Linked DNA regions of Mus musculus: regions 1 and 2 are each linked to region 3. A link is a contact called in public HiChIP or PLAC-seq data. All regions are on one chromosome and are shown on one strand. Each heading gives the region's core, a stretch centred on a gene start, on an enhancer-like site or on the middle of the called end of the contact. The rest is flanking DNA. Distances are from core to core; before and after follow the strand shown. Region 1 overlaps Tmem131l (transmembrane 131 like). Region 2 overlaps Tmem131l (transmembrane 131 like). Region 3 holds the start of Mnd1 (meiotic nuclear divisions 1).

Region 1 (2,700 bases), core at 99-2,598, 150 kb after region 3:
AAGAAACTGAGTGGCTCTTAGTGTCTGGAGAAAGGGGAACTTTTGCAAATATGTTTTTTGGGTTTTTTGTTTATTTGTTTTCAAAAACACTGAAAATGACTTAGTTGAATGACCATCTGATTTTTAAACACCAGTGGATGGAAGCATTTCACTTGAGGAAAATATCCACTCCCCTTTTCATCTGCCGAGACTCACATCTGTAAGAGCTAAGCAGCACAGTAGAGGTCTGATTCCAGCATCCCGCCAGCCATTCCTCGGGTTCCACCGAGGAGGACCAGACTAGAAAGCCCCATCTGTTTACCACAGTGCGCATTCCCAGCAACATCTCGACCGATTTTGATGGTAATGTGTTAAAATTTCATACATTTGCAGATCTTTATTGCAGAGAAGATAGGTAGGGTAGACTTTTAGCATAGACGTCAAGGAGGACCGTGAGGAAAGTAGTTGGGAAGATGAAGTGAAGGAGGGCAAGGTCCCGTTCCCAACTCCAACTGAGATCTTTATTTCTCTGAATAGATGCTGTGTGGAAAATGGATGTGGCAGTCCCACCAGAGTGGGCCAACAGTTTGACTTAAAATTCAGAACTTACAGTACAGCAGGAAGTATATGCTTTGCAACAATAAAGAAAAGGACAGGCGAGGTTTAGAATGATAACTTAGGAATATATGAAGGAGCGTGTGGGTCCCTCTTCCCCATTGTTTTTGGTGTTACATAGACAAGATTGTGAGGAACCTTGGTAAAGGCTGTCTTGAGGGCAGGAGAGGAAGAAGATGGTGAGCCTGTGCTTGTGTGTTTTCCTTAGTTAAAAGGTGATCAGACTGACATTTTAAAGCTCTAACAGTTCTGTTTTGTTTTTCTAAACAAAAAAGGGATCCTTGCCTAACTTTGAATGGATCTGAAATGTGTGCTCTTTCTAAGATCATTTCTACTGACCCATTCCTCTTTGGGCCAGGCCATTCTTGAAATTTGGAAAATTTCTGTCTTTGGCCCTTATCTTTTAAAAAAGGCATTCTTTTAGGCCAGGTGTGGTGGTGCACACCTTTAGTCCCAGTGCTGGGAAGGCGAAGGCAGGAGGATCTCTGAGTTCAGGGACAGTCTGGTCTACAGAGTTCCTTTAGGGTGTGCAGGCTTTATCAGACGCGTTGATTTGTCTTAACTCACCTGGCCATTCTTCGCCCTTTGCTGATTTTCTTTTTTATTTACTGGTTTGGAGCGAGGATCACAGAGGCTAGGAAGATTGGTGGAAAAAGGAAATCTCTAGATTCTGGGGCAGGGTTAGTAACAGTCCTGTGGTCTACTCTGGCTGGATTGATTGCTAGCAGGCTGGGTGTTTTGCAAGTCTAGTTTTAATGTTAGCCTAAGGGAGAGAACTGCTGTTTGCATTTTCAGGGCAGCTTTGCATACTGCCTAGAGAAAGCTGTGAGACCTGACCTTTGATAAGGTTGTTTGTGTTGGCCCAGGACCTCTACTGAGTAGGGTTGTAGCTTCCATTTTGGTGGTTTTGAAAAAAACAAGTTTTATCAAATGAGTAGGCTCAAGTTGAACTAGGGTATATATAGGGTATAGGGGTTAGTTGACTGTTCCAGTCCGGAGGCGGGCTAGGCATTCTCATTCAGGAAGCAGGCGTAGTTTTCTCATTCCCTCCCGAGTCCACTGGTTTCTGTTTCAGGGATGTGTAGTGTTGCACACTTTGAACATAACCTGAAGATATTTACGATAAGTCTAACTCTTGACAGTATTGGTCTCCGTGCTTCAGTTCCTCTGCCCCCATCTGGACTATGGCCAGACTGCAGAAGAAAAAACTGACAGTGGTGATGTGATGCTTCAAGAGAAGATGGTCCAGACATCACAGAATTCTGTGTGGCCTTAGGACTTTTCCTAGCTAACAGCTTGGGCAAGAGTTCAAAGGAAACTCTCAGTCTCCATGCATTCTTTGTACCCGTGAAGGCTGGCAGTACATGGGATCTGAAACAGTTTACTAGATTTGAAATGACTATTTAACTCATAACTTGTTTTTAAGGTAAGTGCTCGGATTAGTCTGTCTCTCTATAGCTAGGTTTTGTCCTAGCTGCATTGTAGGGCTTGAACTCAGGTCCTTGCACATGCTAAGCAAGCACTGTACACTGAGCTGCAGCCTACTCCTCATCACCGAGCCACATGCCACCCTGTTTTTCTTTCACCTGGCTGTTATGGACTTTAAGTCGATGTCTTTAGCAGCTGTTTTGGATCTACCATTTTCCCTGGGCACTGCAGGATGTGGCCTTTGACTTCATTTAACTTTCGGTTGAATTCTTGCTTAGCCTCTTGGCCTAGATGCCCTTGGCTGAGTGTCTGCAAGCTTTGATCTCCTGCATATTGAGATTTCCAGTCTCTTCTCACAGGAGCCCAGTGCTCCCTGACACTTGTGAGGCTTCTGTGAATTACCTGCTTGCTCCTCTGGGACCTCAGTCGCCTTTCCTTTGGCATGGGTCTTTGCTGAAGGGATTGCTTTTCCAGTGATGAGAAACCAATAAGAGAGTGTGGTGGAATGAGCAGGAGGGCCTGTTTGGATTTCCACAGGGAGTCTTTTTTTCTTTTATTATAAAGATTACAATCATGACTTTTGTTGTTTGTTTGGTTGGTTGGTTTGGTCTGACCTTATTATGTCTCTCTTATTATTTGGATGACCCCAAATTCTTAGGCTATTCTTTTGCCTCTGAC
Region 2 (2,700 bases), core at 170-2,669, 170 kb after region 3:
ACGGGCGGCTGGGAAGCAGAGAGTTTGAAGGGTGTAGACATAGCTGCTCCCTTGAACAGTTACCTCCCAGTGACCACTTCCTAACAGTCACCAGCTTTAAACTCACCAAGGGATTAATTCTGGAAGGATGTAGTGCCTTCAGCAAACATTGGCGTCCTCAAAGCCCGTGAGCTAGCACCAATCTCTTACCATGATCCAGTCACCTACCTCCCAAAGCCCATTAGCCAGTATCAAGCTTTTAACACACGAGCCTTTATCAGGGTAGACTTCATACCCCAAACAGGCTTCCCTGGCTGTTCTTAGGGATGGCCAGATGGGATGCAGTGGACTAATTAAGCTGGGCCTTATGGGGATTCTTTTCTTAGGAGGGAGGGAGTGTTTAGAAGCTGCATGTTTTTAGAGACTCCACTGTAGACAATTTACGCTCCTTGGGTTAAGTAGTTCATTCTGTCGCCGCTGAAAGCAGGTTTCCATATTTCCAGTCTAGAGTGCACAGGATTTGTATTTTGTTATTCCCAGAGGAAGAACATATGTTGCTGAATGCGGAATGAAAATGGAATTGTTTGTAGTGAAAGTTTAAAAATCTGACTGAAGGCTAGGGAGATGAGTCTGGGTAAGGGCACTTGTCCTGCAAGCCTGGTGACCCGAGTTTAGTCCCTGGAGCCCATGTAGATTGGAAGGAGAGAAGCAACTCCACAAAGCCACCTTTGAGCGCCACACATACTTTGTGCCATATGTGTGTGCCACCCCTGTAACGTACAGTAATAAATAAGTAAATATTTCTTGAATTTAAAAAATCTGATGTTTGTTGCATATTTTATCTATTGTACAATTGTAGTGTTTTATTGTGTAATGCGTTAATGTCAGTGCGTTTTCTTGTCTGTTTAGACAAAGGAGAAGTACGGTGGAAGTTCTGTAGGACAGGAACTGCTTTGTGGGAGAATTAGGGACGATTTGGAAGCCAGTGAAGCCAGAGTCACCGAGCTGTGTGGGTTGACTGAACTCTGGAGGCTGGATAGCTGCAGGTCCCAGGCCCTGGTGCAAGCGAGTTCTGGGTCGGTCCTTTGCTGTCCTCACTTGTCCTTTCTGCCTCTGTCTTCATGTTCTCTGCTGGCCTTGTAAAGGTCCATGCTCACAGGTTATAAGGGACTTCACCTGTGTTGTGTTTTAGTTGTTCCTCGTGATTGAAACAGACAAGCCCTTCCTGATGGAGTACCTTGTAGCAGCAGGGGTTGGATGGCAAGTGGGTCTCTACTGAAGGGCAGGGCTGTTCTCTGCAGCTGCCAGGCGCTTGAGATTAAGCAGGGTGGTTTTGCTCTGGGATAATAGGCAGGAAATAACTGCAGCTCATAGAGTTCTGCATAATCATGAGAGACGTGAAGGGTGTTAATCAAACGCATCTGCATATGACATTTTCATTATGTACAAGAAGAGCTGAGTGTGCTTATGCACACACATACAAGGTCTGTAGGGCTGGGCTGGGTGCACATGTGAGAAGCTGCATCTGCCAGAAGGGCTGTTCTTTCCCACACCAGAGAGAATGAGTGGGCTGGGGGCAGGTATACATACTTTTAGCTCTCTTTTCTTCTTTTATCTTAATACTTTATTGAGATAATTCACGTGCCATGTACAGTACAATCTGGTGGTTTGAATTTCATTTTAAAGCATATTTTAGGGTTGTGTAGGGACTATTATAGTCTATTTAGATTTTCACCCTTCCTAAAAGAAGTGGTAGAGTGTGTACATCCGTGCATGCATGCCTGTGTATGATGGGGTCCCAGGGAGGCCAGAAGAGGGTATCAGAGCTCCTGGAGCTGGAGTTTTAGACTGTTATGAACTGCCCTGTGTGGGTGCTGGGAATCAGGTAGGCTCTGGTCCCCTGGAAGAGCCATAAGCATCCTTAACCACTGACCCATCTTGCCCTTGTTTATAGTTTTAAGTACCCTTTCTCTCTTCTTTTTAATGGAAACACAGATCTCTTGGGGGCTTTTGGAAAGATGCGTTTCTCAGGAAGCAATTGTTTTTTGAAGTCAATGATGGTTTAACTTTACCGACATGGACTTAGCCTTATGACCTACAACATAGCTACTGGGCTAAGGAGGGATCCTCTCAGGTTCACATGAGTTCACTCACGTGCCTTTGGCATTAGAGTTCTGTTGTGCTGGTGCCTTGCAGTAGGGGCTTGAAGCTTGAGGACTCTGTTGCTCAGATCCTTTGCCACCACGTTGGCCAGTTCGTTACTTCTGAGGGAGCTTGGTGTGGGAACACATCAGCAAAATGAGCCTGTGAGCTGTGTGCTGGGCCTCCACTCAGCTCTCCAGGAGTTTATGTATCCAGCTTATAAATGCTTTCGGCTCTTCATCATTCTGGAATTGTAAGTTATGAATGAAGAATTCGCACAATGAAACCAGAAGAACTTTTAGGCATTGTGCAGTAACATGTGCTGCTGTCCTGGTGGGTGGGTGGTTTGCTCCCCAAAGGATCTTTTGATTATGAAAAGTCATATTCATGTACCCCATGAATGAAAGAGTGACTTTTACTCTACAAAATTCAGTAGACCACAGAGAGAGTTGAGGGAGAGAGTTAACAGTGGTGCACAGTGTGTGACCGACCATTCCCTAGTTGGGTGAGATGCATGGTCACCTCTCCATTTGGTCCAGGGATGCTTACAGGAGAATGTGCAAGCCGCTCACTGCACAG
Region 3 (2,700 bases), core at 100-2,599:
ACTGACTCTGTGCTTTGACCTCAGTCTTTAAAACACATAAATTATGTGCATAGATGAGCAACCAACCACACTTCACCATCACCTGGGAACTTTCAGTAAAGATTTCAGGTCTAATATAGGTTGACCAAAAAGAAAATGACTAAAATTGCTTGCATTTGTATAGTTGTTACTTGATTGGATAAACTTATTTTTATTGTAATAATAATAATAACATAGGAAGAGGAGGAGGGGGAAGGGAGAGAGAGAGAGAGAGAGAGAGAGAGAGAGAGAGAGAGAGAGAGAGAGAGAGAGAGACTTGCTGTCAGGAAGCCCTGTCCTGAAAACCTAGGATTGAAAAAAAAACTTAAAAAAGTAACTGTGATAAAGAGCAAATTAAGAACTCTAGAAAAGCGTTAATAAAGTGGATGTGATGAAAACTCTGTGTCACATAATTGACAGGAACATCTCTGCTATATGCCTGTTGTCAGGGTATGAGCATGGCAAGCAGGTTTGGATACATACTCACCCCCATCCCCGACTATTGCTCTCCTTTGTAAATGCTTTGGATGATTTTTGCTAATCACGTTTATCCTATCTTATAAAATAAAGGTTTTAGTGAAACTTTGAGAGACAGATTCACTAGTAGTTGCAAGAAATAATTTAGAAAGCTCCCACATACTCTTTATTAAGGTCTGACAGTCAGCAGCACTAGAATATTTACGTTTCATTTGTAATGCAGAACACCTGCACTACTCTGTACACTCTCACCGCTCTGTATCAGAGGACTTTTTAAGGCTAGAGGTTGGTGCTCGCCTTTAATCCCAGCATTTAGGGAGCAGCAGCAAGCAAATCACTGAGTTCGAGGCCAGCTTGGTTTACAGAGAGAGCTCCAGGGCAGCCAAGGCTACACGGAGAAACCTTGTCCCAAAAAAGCCAAATAATAAAATTAAATAAGACAAAAATAAAATAAAATAGAAAAAGAATTTCTTTTCTAAATGTACTCGTTTCTTGCAGCCAAAGCCCCATATTTTTTTTTTTAAGCTAAAAGAACACACTTAAAAGCGAAGACTCAAAAGTTGCCTTTTAAAAAGAAAACTAAAAGCTACATTGAACACTTAAGTAGTAAGCAACTCTGCAACCCCAGAGGCACGGGAAGGGAACAGAAGCCTTCCCTGCTCCAGCTCCCACGCCAGGCCCCAACTTTTCCTTTCTGCCTACAGGCTGCCCAACCCAGACTGGTCCATCTGGTCTCAGTCCGGCCCTGCCCATCTCAGGCTCCTCCCCTACTGGACCTGCCCATTATTTCAGGCCGCGCCCCTCACCGCCCTGCCCATCTTCTCAAGCCCCGCCCAGGCTCGGCTCCTCCCTCGGGTCCCGCAGTCCTACCAGGGCCGCCAGGGGTCGTTGCATCTCCCCTGCACTTCCTCCGGTCCTTCCCACCCCACGCGGTTGTTGGCGCCAGACTCAAACAGGGAGGCCGCCTCGCGCAGCATGGTAAGAGCGAGGCTCCGACGCGCGCACCTCTGGGCTTCGGGGCCGCGGCAGCAGGGGTTGTGCCTGGCCAGGCCTTGTGAGGTTGGCCCCGCGCCCACTGCTGCGCCCGAGCCCTGATGGCGGCCTGCGCCGCCCTGGTTCCGAACCGGAGCGTTCTAGAACCGAATCCAGAAGCCCCGCAAGTTGGACCGATCCGCGGCTCCCGACCGAGAACCCCAGGGCGCACGCGCTGCGGAGTTGGCCACTGAAGTGTTCAGTGCCCTTCGGTTCTCCTGGAATTAGAACCCGGGGCCTTTTACTTGCTTGGCACGGCGCTCCCCTTTTTCAGCTGCACCCCACCACTGTACTTAGTATGCTAACAGGAGCCGCCCAGATCACTCCGCCTTTAGATCATGGCAGTGACACCCCCACCCCACCCCGCACCCCCGCCTTTAAGGGCAGGGTAGGACGCCCCACCCCCCACCCCAGCCTCCCCCACCCCCCACCCCACCCTGCTCTCTGCGGGCCAATCCTGGTTTACTACCAATCGCCGTTGTCTATTCGGACTTAATGACTCTCTGCCCTTTGGATCGTTTTTTTTTTTCAACTACCTTCAAAGTTTTGTGTCATTCTTTCCACTTTTGGCGACAGAGTATCAACGAGTCGCTAGAGTGACCCCAGATTTTAATATCTTAATTTAGTTAATTTTGGTCGTCACACAGGGTGGACAAGGATCAGGTCGTTGGGCATTTATTTGAAAAAAAAAAAATTGCCCAGCTGTAATTATAACTGATAACGGCTTCTTTGTGGTTAAACTAACAGACGGGCCACCTGGGCATGCAATGGCCCAAGGAGCCCAGGACCAGATTCAAAACAACAGTGTTACCAGTGTTTGGTGTTATCATGTTTCTCTTTGTAGAATTTAAGTACCCGACTAAAAGGAACTAGGAATTATTGATGTGCCGGCCTCACCCTCTTATTTAACCCTCTTTATAGGGCAGTTGCCTACTGCCAAAGGGATTTAATGGCTCTTAACTCTTCACGCAGGTATTGCTATTAGTTTTATATATGAGCAGGAAAAAGTTCACTGTTAGTCTGGTCAAAGTTAAACTTTTGACCTCTTTCCGAATGTGAATTACTATTTCGATTTGGCTTGCTTTGGCAGGTAAACAATTACAAACGTAGGCCTGTAATCCCCAGATGGCTTTGCGTCTCCTTCATAATCTGAAGGCATCTGTGTTTTACCAC

Evidence for each region. HiChIP or PLAC-seq counts read pairs in DNA pulled down with a chosen protein or histone mark.
Region 1: a contact with region 3 is called in an H3K4me3 HiChIP or PLAC-seq map of embryonic stem cells, with 16 read pairs. The contact joins the enhancer-like site here to the promoter of Mnd1 in region 3. A contact is called at or near these places in 10 of 39 promoter capture datasets (3T3-L1-derived adipocytes, the C10 cell line, cranial neural crest and 5 more), 2 of 484 Hi-C or Micro-C datasets (the HL-1 cell line and pancreatic cancer cells), 9 of 115 datasets of contacts at active chromatin or transcription factors (cardiomyocytes, embryonic stem cells, fibro-adipogenic progenitors and 4 more) and 2 of 9 other capture datasets (embryonic stem cells and liver).
Region 2: a contact with region 3 is called in an H3K27ac HiChIP or PLAC-seq map of VIP interneurons, with 3 times the contacts expected there. The contact joins the enhancer-like site here to the promoter of Mnd1 in region 3. A contact is called at or near these places in 13 of 39 promoter capture datasets (the 3T3-L1 cell line, 3T3-L1-derived adipocytes, the C10 cell line and 9 more), 4 of 484 Hi-C or Micro-C datasets (the HL-1 cell line, nephron progenitors, pancreatic cancer cells and 1 more), 10 of 115 datasets of contacts at active chromatin or transcription factors (VIP interneurons, astrocytes, bone marrow-derived macrophages and 6 more) and 4 of 9 other capture datasets (embryonic stem cells, liver, macrophages and 1 more).

Annotation. Positions count from the first base shown.
Region 1 is chr3:84,001,654-84,004,353 of GRCm38.p6, reverse strand. The region is part of intron 3 of Tmem131l (transmembrane 131 like); the gene reads left to right. Among named protein-coding and RNA genes, the nearest start is that of Tmem131l, 37 kb to the left of the region's middle. Within about 2 kb of position 1,348, at least 32 of the 459 cell types and tissues checked have an H3K27ac peak or open chromatin away from gene starts, as enhancers often do. A contact at or near this core is called in embryonic stem cells and liver, where this site is marked.
Region 2 is chr3:83,983,255-83,985,954 of GRCm38.p6, reverse strand. All of the region lies in intron 3 of Tmem131l (transmembrane 131 like), which reads left to right. Among named protein-coding and RNA genes, the nearest start is that of Tmem131l, 56 kb to the left of the region's middle. Within about 2 kb of position 1,419, at least 20 of the 459 cell types and tissues checked have an H3K27ac peak or open chromatin away from gene starts, as enhancers often do. A contact at or near this core is called in VIP interneurons, embryonic basal ganglia and embryonic forebrain, where this site is marked.
Region 3 is chr3:84,154,435-84,157,134 of GRCm38.p6, reverse strand. Mnd1 (meiotic nuclear divisions 1) reads left to right here and starts at 1,349. Exons shown (of 8, transcript NM_029797.3): 1 at 1,349-1,473. The coding sequence starts at 1,471.